Linked DNA regions of Anas platyrhynchos: region 1 is linked to region 2. Evidence: chromatin contacts called from public Hi-C data. All regions are on one chromosome and are shown on one strand. The core of a region is the stretch at or near the end of the contact, and the rest is flanking DNA. Distances in the headings are between cores, read along the strand shown. Region 1 has its middle 12 kb from the start of GUCY2F. Region 2 has its middle 10 kb from the start of ACER3.

The links. Hi-C and Micro-C count contacts between places; a contact is called where the count stands out from the background.
Region 1: a Hi-C map of skeletal muscle shows a contact between it and region 2, with 6 times the contacts expected there. The contact joins two enhancer-like sites. A contact is called at or near these places in 5 of 8 Hi-C or Micro-C datasets (F1 follicle, liver, skeletal muscle and 1 more).

What each region holds. Positions count from the first base shown.
Region 1 is chr1:204,438,613-204,443,232 of IASCAAS_PekinDuck_T2T, forward strand. No RefSeq gene overlaps it. Among named protein-coding and RNA genes, the nearest start is that of GUCY2F, 12 kb to the right of the region's middle. Within about 2 kb of position 1,564, at least 1 of the 8 cell types and tissues checked has an H3K27ac peak or open chromatin away from gene starts, as enhancers often do.
Region 2 is chr1:204,326,906-204,331,477 of IASCAAS_PekinDuck_T2T, forward strand. No RefSeq gene overlaps it. Among named protein-coding and RNA genes, the nearest start is that of ACER3, 10 kb to the left of the region's middle. Within about 2 kb of position 2,651, at least 3 of the 8 cell types and tissues checked have an H3K27ac peak or open chromatin away from gene starts, as enhancers often do.

The DNA.
Region 1 (4,620 bases), core at 314-2,813, 110 kb after region 2:
AAGTTAAGCACAAGAGTTCTCTGCATAACTAATTGCTGCAGAGGTTTACTCTACCCATAAAACAAGCCTCAGCATGGGGCAGCTATAACCGGGGGCAGGCACTTATCTTCTGCTGTCTGGGGAAGTGACACGCTTTCACCAACCTTAAATGTGAATCCAACCCCAGATACAGGCACGGGGGGGGGGGGGGGATTAAAAAACATAACCAGTGCCTGATTCCTACAAAAGTGCAAATTCTTGAGTCTTCCAACCATCTTGTTGCATGACTTTCTAGTTCTTCTGCCTTTCAGGCTTTTCTGCTGAAGGCGTCTAGTTTCCTATAGGCATCTATAATTCCTATAGATATTTTATAATGGCTTCTGGGAAGCTGTGACATTCCTTGCATTTATTTATTTATTTATTTATTTATTTATTTATTTATTTATTTATTTATTTTAATGAACCTCTTTGGGCTGTATGACTGCATCACCTGTTCTCCTAAGCAATATTCCTATAAGTAAGACCCAAATACCTATAAGTATTAGGTCAGAGGTTGGACTCGATGATCTTGAGGTCTCTTCCAACCTAGAAATTCTGTGATTCTGTGATTCTCTAGCCCTGTGGTCAAATGATACTGCTCAGGCTGTGTCCATATGGCTTGGTTCTTTCGCCCCAGCACAGAGTGGACTTTTCCATGCTGCCCATCAGGAACATCCTTTGGCCTGTGCTCTTCTGTAGACCACTTGGGCATTGCCTCATCTGTTTGCTGGCATGGGACAGCTGGATTGGATGGCTCGAGGCCAATCCAAAGTCAGTGAGAGGGAGCTCTCTTTGACAGAGGCCCTGAAGATGTCACAGCTGGGAAGAGAGATGGTCAGCAGAAAAGGGCTGACCCTTCTACACCTACCACATCATGCGGTGGCATTGGTTCGGGCTAATTCAGGACGATAAGTAAACATGGATCATCCAAACCTACTGCTGAAGAAAACTTCTCAGCCATAGCAGTTATCTATGGCTGCAAACTGTCAAGGGAAACAAAACAGCAATGCCACCTTCTCCAGCTCTTCCTATTTCCCTCTATCTCCTACATCCAGAGGGGGACATGTTCTAGCTCTTAATCAAGCCTTGATTATGCTGAAGCCTGAGCCACAATCTGTCTGATGCCTCCAACACTGATGAGAGAGGACCCAAAGCCCTCACCCTCATCTGTTTGGCTTCATGCATCACTGCAGCAGTTGCCTATGCGACCTCCAGGCCATGAAGTTAGCAAGGACATTTAGTTTTGTTCATGATACAGCCAAATCATCATCTCTCCCTGTCTCCCTCTGAGCTAAACTAGCAGCATCACTAAGCTAAATGAGTTTAAATACAAAGCTTTTTTGACACTGTGATGGGGCAGACTGGAATCTGGCTAGCAATAAACTTTATCTCCCTTTGTAACAATGCCTCAGCTCTGCTTAGTCAATGATTCAGATGGTGTCAAGGGTTTGTTTCCCTGGAACAATGTGTCTCTGCCCTGGAACAAGGCTTTCTTAGGATGGGAGGGGTGCTGAGAATGGAAGGGGGGTTGGCTCTGGGGTAGAGGGCTGGCAGAGTTCAAGGGACTGCAGAGAAGTGATGCTCTGATACAGCCCCCTCTCTACTGCAAAGTACTGTTAAGTTGCTTCAGAACAGGGATTTTTCTGTATCTTTTTTTTCTTGCTGGGAGCTCCTTTAGCATCAGCACAGATGTCCACTCAAGGGAATTGCTTGCTTTTCCCCCTTTTTTTTTTTTTTCTTTTTTTTTCCTTTTTCTGCCAGACAATGAAATAACAGGGGATAGCACTCCCATCCTTCACTGGATGTTTACAACAAGCCAGTTCCAGCTAAATAAACTCCGGAGGAGACATGTATATTTTACAAACCCTCAGAAACAAAGGCTGCTGATAACGACTCACAAAAACCTTGCTGGAGACCATGCCCCGTGGCCAGGGAGTGGTGACTGCATTCAGTGCTCAGCTCCTGGACGAGTACAGCCCAGTTCTGGCAGAATTGCAGATGAAAGGTGCTTCACCCTCTAAAGAGAGTCGCTAAAGTAGGTGCTGAGAAGCCTCAAGGCTTTGCACAGGGATGTTAGGAGGTCCCTGGAAGATCACAAAGTTGGGTACAGATCCAAGGTGACCTTTCTTACCGCATCCTTGATTGCTTAGGTACGGTGATGCCTGCATCCCAGTCCAACAATTCCCATGCCCACACACAATCATCAGCTTTGAAGGGACAAGATATTGCTTTGCATGAGCAGGAAATAAAATGAATTCACTTGGGTGCAGAGTCCAAACCCCTGTCACACAGAATTTACAAATTAACACTTTTACCCTCTTTCTATGTTTTTTTTTTCCACATTGGTTTTGGTAAAATCTGAAGATGGAAGCCATCTGAAATATAACCATGCTGCTTACAGCTGTGATTTGCAGAAAGAACCTCTCATTTATGCATCTGGGCGGGAATTTTATTATTTATATCAGGATATGAGCACTCTGGATGGTCATTGTGATGGCAGGCTGAGAATCACAAAGCATGAGGACCCCCTGGCCTTGCCATGTCCAGTTTCTCTCTGGTTTTCCCCTTCAAGGTTGTTCTTGTCTATCCCATGCATCTCCATGCCTGTCTGTTGTGCTTGACCACATTCCTCCTAAGTGATTTCTGACCAGTTTCTCCTCCATCCCACCTTCCCAAGTCCCCATCCTCACCAGTTGCCAGTGGACATGGAAATGAGCGATGGTAATGGGCAACCTTCAGCCAGGCAGGGCAAGGCTGCCCCTGTGAAACACCCAGTTCCTTCCCCCTCCTTCCTACTGGGACCAGTAAAGGGATAAATCAACTGTTCTTCCCCTTCTGTCCTCACTAATGAAGAGGGACAAACCCATAGCTTATCTCCTGTGATTCTGGGATGATTTATCAACCACAAACTCCAACGCTGCCCTACGTGGAGCTAAGTGGGAGACCCAGCTCACCATGCAGGCACCACCACCTGGGGCTGAGCATCCCTTTAATCACAGCTGAGGGCATTCCCTCTCCCCAGAGGAAGGAGCCGGGGTGTTTTTCAAGCGTCATGCTTCATTAAGTGTTTTTATAGCATTACTTTGCAGCTGCAGGGCCAGGGCAAGCGGGGGGCTGCCGCTCTGACTCGCTCATTAGCGCGAGGGCTCGTACACACTTGGCTTGATGAGACCAGCAATCGTCTGAGCAGGAAAGAAAAAAAAAACAACAACACACAGGATGGCAGAAAATCAGGAGTGGTTGTGATAAGTCTGGCGTGTGGGGAGTCCTCTGAACTGTCTGTCATCCTCAGACACTCACCACAAGGGAAACTTAATTAAAGTGACACATTGCGAGGGGCTCGCCGCTCTTCTCTCACTGCTTAATCAGGGAAACAAAGCGCTGGCTTACTGGAATAACCGAGGCTCTTTGGGACAGGAAATCCCCAAATATGAAAAGAAAGGCTGAAGGCATTGAGATACATTTTACCAGTACTGTTTTCAGCTTGCTCGGTGAGGATCAAAGTCTGGCTGGTGACAATTTAGTCTGGATGACAAAGTGGCAAATCAGACTTGTAACTTGCACTTGGTAAAACGCGTGGCTGGGAGAAGAGAAAAACCCTCCCTTGTCACTGTCTCCTGTTTTGCTTACAAGGGTTTGTGTCCTGAAGTAATATTTTCCTGGGAAAAAAAAAAAAAAATAATAAAAATTAAAAGACCTAATGCATCGTGTCCGGTTCCCAGGGAGCTGACTTTGCTGGGATTTAGGGGTGAGAAGGCGACTGGAAAGCAGCCCAGGGACCAAGCCACCCTGATGAGCTTCTTTCCAGTTTAACCAGTTGGAGAAGTGTGTGGTCTGCCAGAGAGGGAGCGCTCTCTCGTGGGCTACACGGGGCATGAGCATGTGTCAGCTGCTTTGGCTCGGAGGTGATTAAAAAGGAAAATAAATGAGGCTGTGGAAGAACGACATGACATAAACCAGGACGGCAGTAAAGGACAACCAGATGTCCGGTTGTTTTGATCTTCTCAAGGAATAGTGATGGCAAATAAATGCCAGAGCCAGCTTTGGCACCCACTGGGATGAAGGGGAAGTCCAACACATCTCACGTCCCTGGCTGGGGGCTGCGAGCTGCAGCAGAATATGGGACGTCTTGCTGCAGGGTATAAACACACTGGGTTTGCTCTGCCTTCCCCATATCAGGGCTTTGGCAAAGCAGCATGTGAGGGTGGTGGCAGGACCAGCGTATTCTGGGTGTGTGTTAGTCTGGTGAGAAGGGGGTAAACACAAAGAGAAGAGGATGAGAAGAACCTGTATGGTTGTTGGCTCAAGGCTGACTCATACCTGCCCTTATAATGTCATGCAGCCGTGTTTCCTGTTGCTGTATGGATGAAATGGTTTTGTTTGTGGCCTTAAGCAAGTCTGTGACAAAGCAGGGAGGTCTGAGACCTCTTCTCCCTACCCCTGCAATACACTCACCTCTTTGGACCTGCCTTGGTACCCAGTGAAGATGCAGATTCCTGTACTCCCACTGCACTCACATACCAAATTTCTGCTACATCTCAAGGCACAGCAGCTTTCAGAAACCAGAGCAGCCACCAGAAAACCCCAGAAAGACAGTGAGAG
Region 2 (4,572 bases), core at 1,401-3,900:
CACTTCTAATTTCTTCCCTGCTCGAGGCTCAATGCTCTTTCTTTTGGTCTCTGAGCAATATTCCCCAGATATTGTTGGCAGGAGGCTCTGTCGGTGCTGAGGCCTGTGTGAAACTGCCTTGCAGAACCCCTCTTATTTCGCTCCTACCAGCTTCCAACAATGCCAGCTCCGTCTTTTTGTGGGCCTCGCTTGCCAGCTTTGATATTTATTTTCAAAACATGCTTTCGACTCCTCTGTTTTCTCAGGGAAGTTTGGGCTTGGTTCCACAAGCCTGACATACCTCCTAATTCAAAGACCTCAGATGCAGGGAGGCAGGGGGAAGGGGGAGCCGCGGTGTAAAAGCTGCTTTCTTTAATTAATTAATTTATTTTCTCATGGAAAGTCTTGTTTGCCCTCAGCTGAGCAGAAGATAGCTGTGGCTTATAGCTCAGCTACGTGTCGGAACAGGCGCCAAGGAAGTGGAGTCTGGAGATTTTCTTAATGTGACTTATTTATTCTCCTAGAGAAACTGGTCGTGGGAGGGAGGGGGTTGTTGTCAGCACATGGGAGATCTCCCGCTTCAGCAATCTCAGGTGAAAGATTAATGTCTCATTCTCTAGGGGTTTGGGTAGGATAGCAAGATAGATTATCCTGTTGTTTGGAATTCCCCTCCTCAGAAAGAATGCGTGTCACTGAATGAGCGATCCTAAAACCAAGGCTGTGTGGTGTGGTTGATACAACAGAAGGAAAGGGATGCCAGCCAAAGGGACCTGGACAAGCTTGGGAAGGTGGGCCCGTAACCTAATGGGGTTTGAGAAGGCCAAGTGCATGGTGCTGCACCTCAACCAGACTGGGAGGAGAACTCCTTGAGAGCAGCCCTGAGGAGAGGGCCCTGGGGGTGGTGGGGGGTGAGAAGCTGGACCCTGCTGTGGGGCCAGGCTGAGAGAGCTGGGGGTGGTGGGCCTGGGGAAGGGAAGGCCCCAGGGAGACCTTACAGAGGCATTCCAGTACCTAAATGGGGCCTAGAGGAAAGCTGGGGAGGGACTCTTGGTCAGGGCTGGGGGGACAGGATGAGGGGCAGTGGCTGGAGCCTGGCAGGGGGGAGGCTTCGGGGAGGCCTTGGGAAGAAATTCTGCCCTCTGAGGGTGCCTGTAATTCAAAACCTCCACCGAGCTGAGAAAACTGCGCCCTTGTCAGCTCCCATGTGCTCCTCTGGATAACGTGAAGAGCTGGGCCCTGCACGATAACACCCAAAATGAGCTCAGGCCTTTCTTTCCACACAGGTCTCAGAGCTGTGCCCCACTCTGTGCACACTGTGGGGAACACGGGCATCAGCCTGGTCCTGAAATTAACCTTAAACCCCAGCAACCCAACCAGAGTCTAGGGATATTTATACACAGGACAAGAGCAACACATGTCAAGACAAGATCTTCAGTATTCCTAAATCTTGCTGACGTATGAAACTATTTTGCTCACAAAGATACGTCAGAAATAGCTATTTTAGGTGTTAGCGTAATAACTTGGGTGCAGAACCACCATAAGGGAGGAGGGCACAAGGCTCCTGCATTGAATGAGTTGTTCTGGGCCCAGCTGTGATTTCTCTTAGTCTTATCTCCTGCTTAGTAGGGACATGAGCTCCTCCTGGCTCGTGCTGGTGCAGGAGGATGATATGCCACCTTTGTGTCTCCCCCTGAGTCTAGTTCAGCCCTGGGAGCACTTCCATGCCCAGAAAGTCTTTTCCTGGGGTTCATGAGAAAACCCGTAAGATGCTGTAGCCTGAGCTCTTTCAAAAGCAAGAATATGCTTTCCAGAAGTGCTTGGAGGAGATCCAGGAGAACAGCTTCTTTTGGAGGCAAGGAAATGACTGCAGCTACCCGTTCAGCCAAGGTGGGCAAGCTGAAACAAGTGGCTCCCTGGAGCCCCCCATCATCGCTCTCAGGAGAGCAGTTAGGACAAGATTTTGTTCTGCGTTGCGTGGGTGTCTCAAAGCAGGAAAAACACCCTGCAGCTTCCTTCCACTGCTGTACTATGCTGCTGCTAGTTAGGGACCGTCACAAGAGATTTCTCTTTATTTTATACAAAGACTTCCACAGAAGCTGTCTTCCAAAACCCTGGGAGTTAACCCGAGGGTGTTTTAACTGTGCATTTGTGAAATACTCTCTGGAGCACTTACTGGTGGTCCAGGAAGATGATCTGGCTTTTCAGGGGGCCTCAATCCACCTTAGTTTTCTGTACTCTGATATTTGAAATGTTTTAAGATGAAGCAGAATGAAGCTCAGTGCTCTTCTGAACTGTGGGTGTCACAGTGCCACAGGGGTTTCTTGTCTTCTGTAAATGTGCTCTGTGATCCTGTATTGCTGTTGGTCGTAAATAGATCATGATCTTTTCCCTGTGTTTAGGATTTACCAGGACTGAGCCTTGCCAATTTTGCTTTGTCTGAACTTTTCTTGCCCTGCCTGAGCTTTATTTTACTTGGTTTAGCCATGAGAGCAATTTCTCCAATTGTCCAGGTGTCTATGGCTAATTTGCTTCTCTTTCATTTATTTTTGTGTGTTATGACCATAGGAACAGCAGCAACAAGCAGCTGTTCTGTGAAGAATGAGATACAACTCTAACACAGTGATGTTGTGTAGAGAAATACAGGCCTGGTGTGATAGCAGAGACCTTGAGAAGCGCAGACACAGGAGCCTTGAGCAGATACAGGAGGCGGCGCAGAAGAGTGCTGGTGTGGGATGAGAAGAGACGAGGCACAGGCTGGTTCTGGAGACTTGCCCATGGTCGGTTAAAGAAATGCAGACCTGGAGCCGGACAAAACTAGAGGTAATAAAGAGAGAAAAGAAATACAGTCTGATGTACATACAGGGCATCATACCTAGTAAATTTGGATGCGAATGGATCTGTAGACTCCTGAAAAAAGAGAAAAGTGTAAAAGAATATCAGCAAGCACATGAAAATGACCCAAAGTGGATCTCAGAGTGAGGAAGAATAAACCAGTAACATAAGTTGTATTTTTAATTGTGTTATTACTATTTTTTGAAATATTTTCTGTACTATATATGGAAATTTTATTATTTATTTTTCTCTGATAATTAGATTAAGACAAATAGTGATTCTTGAGTTAGACCGTGAAGATTTCAGTTATACTAACAATAAGTTTTGGGGTATAGTTACATATATAGTGCGTTTCCTCTGCCCATGCACAACATTTTTATCGTAACAATTTGGAGGCTGAATTTTTTGGATGAAATGCAAATTTTTACGGAGTAGATGTTTCCACCCAAGTTAGATACCACAGATGCCCATTACTGTCAGCAGAGGCTATAATTTCATCTTAAAGTAGAAGTCTAAAAAAGGGTCAGATGAATCACTCTGTAGGACTACCCACATTTTTTTCCTGCTAATTTTACAGAGAACCCAGGCTGACTGGCTTAGACAGAATTGGTGAAAAGCTTCAGACATCTTGAAATTATATGAATCCACCCCAGATGTCCTCACTATTCTGACCGCATGATTTTGTGTGCAGACACAAGATACCCTTGAGATCCTGGAAACTCTTCTGAGAAGGATCCAGCGCTCACACTGTGCTGCTGCTAGGGCACAAGGGACACGCAGAAGGAGCTGACCAGGCAGCTGACAAGTGGGTTCAGGTCCCATTTGGGCAGCTAGGATCTCCCTAAGGTTTTCTCACCAGAGCATCAATGCATGCAGTTCCAGGGAAGGACGTGATACGTGTGGCTATGCTTTGACAATCATTTCCTAGCAGGTTGAAACCTTTTTTGCTGAATGTATCAGTATTAATTTATTTGGTGTGTCAGTATTTATTTATTTGGTTCATTTACTTTACCAAAGGGTTCCCTTTGTTGGTAAGATCTCCAGCTCTGGCTCTGATTCAGACTTTGCAGCACTTCTCTAGGACCTCTGGTGGGCCAGAAGGGGCTTATTTTTCATGCAGCATCTCCATGTGCCTCCTCAGAAGAAAGCAAGTGGAATAAAGACCCCTGCAGCAAACACAGATGAAGTAAACATTATTCAGCCCCGAGATCAGGCTTTGTGTCCTGCCACCATCCCCATCCCAAGAGATCTTCCATGTGCATTACTTTACGGGCAGACAGCAGGTTCCTCTGTGTTGGAGATGCTAGCGATGGAAAACAGCCCCGCTGCACCTCCTCTGCCAGTGCAACCAGGCAGGGAGAACCAAAAGTCCTTTTCTCCAAGAAAATTTATTTGCATGAAAAGGCAACTGTTCGCTGAAACAGGAAAACCTCTGACTTTTCCTTTGCTTTTTAATTTGAAATTGAAATTTGCAGCCATCTCACAATGCAGCCTGTGTTAATCAATTGTCCCACGTGTCGCCTTTAATTAAACAGACAACTGGAGTGAATTACAGCAGGGACAGCCACACAGGGAAATTTGGGTTGCAGATGATCGCGGGGCGACGCAGTGAACACTGGCAGGCAGGAGCGCTTGAGTCTGCCACTGTCTCAGCCACAAAGCCTCCTGTTTGATTTTGGACACATTCGAAGACTTGAATCTGTTCCTCTTCATGTATCCCTTGCCTACACAGGTCTTCAGGTGCTGCAGTGATGAAAGGCG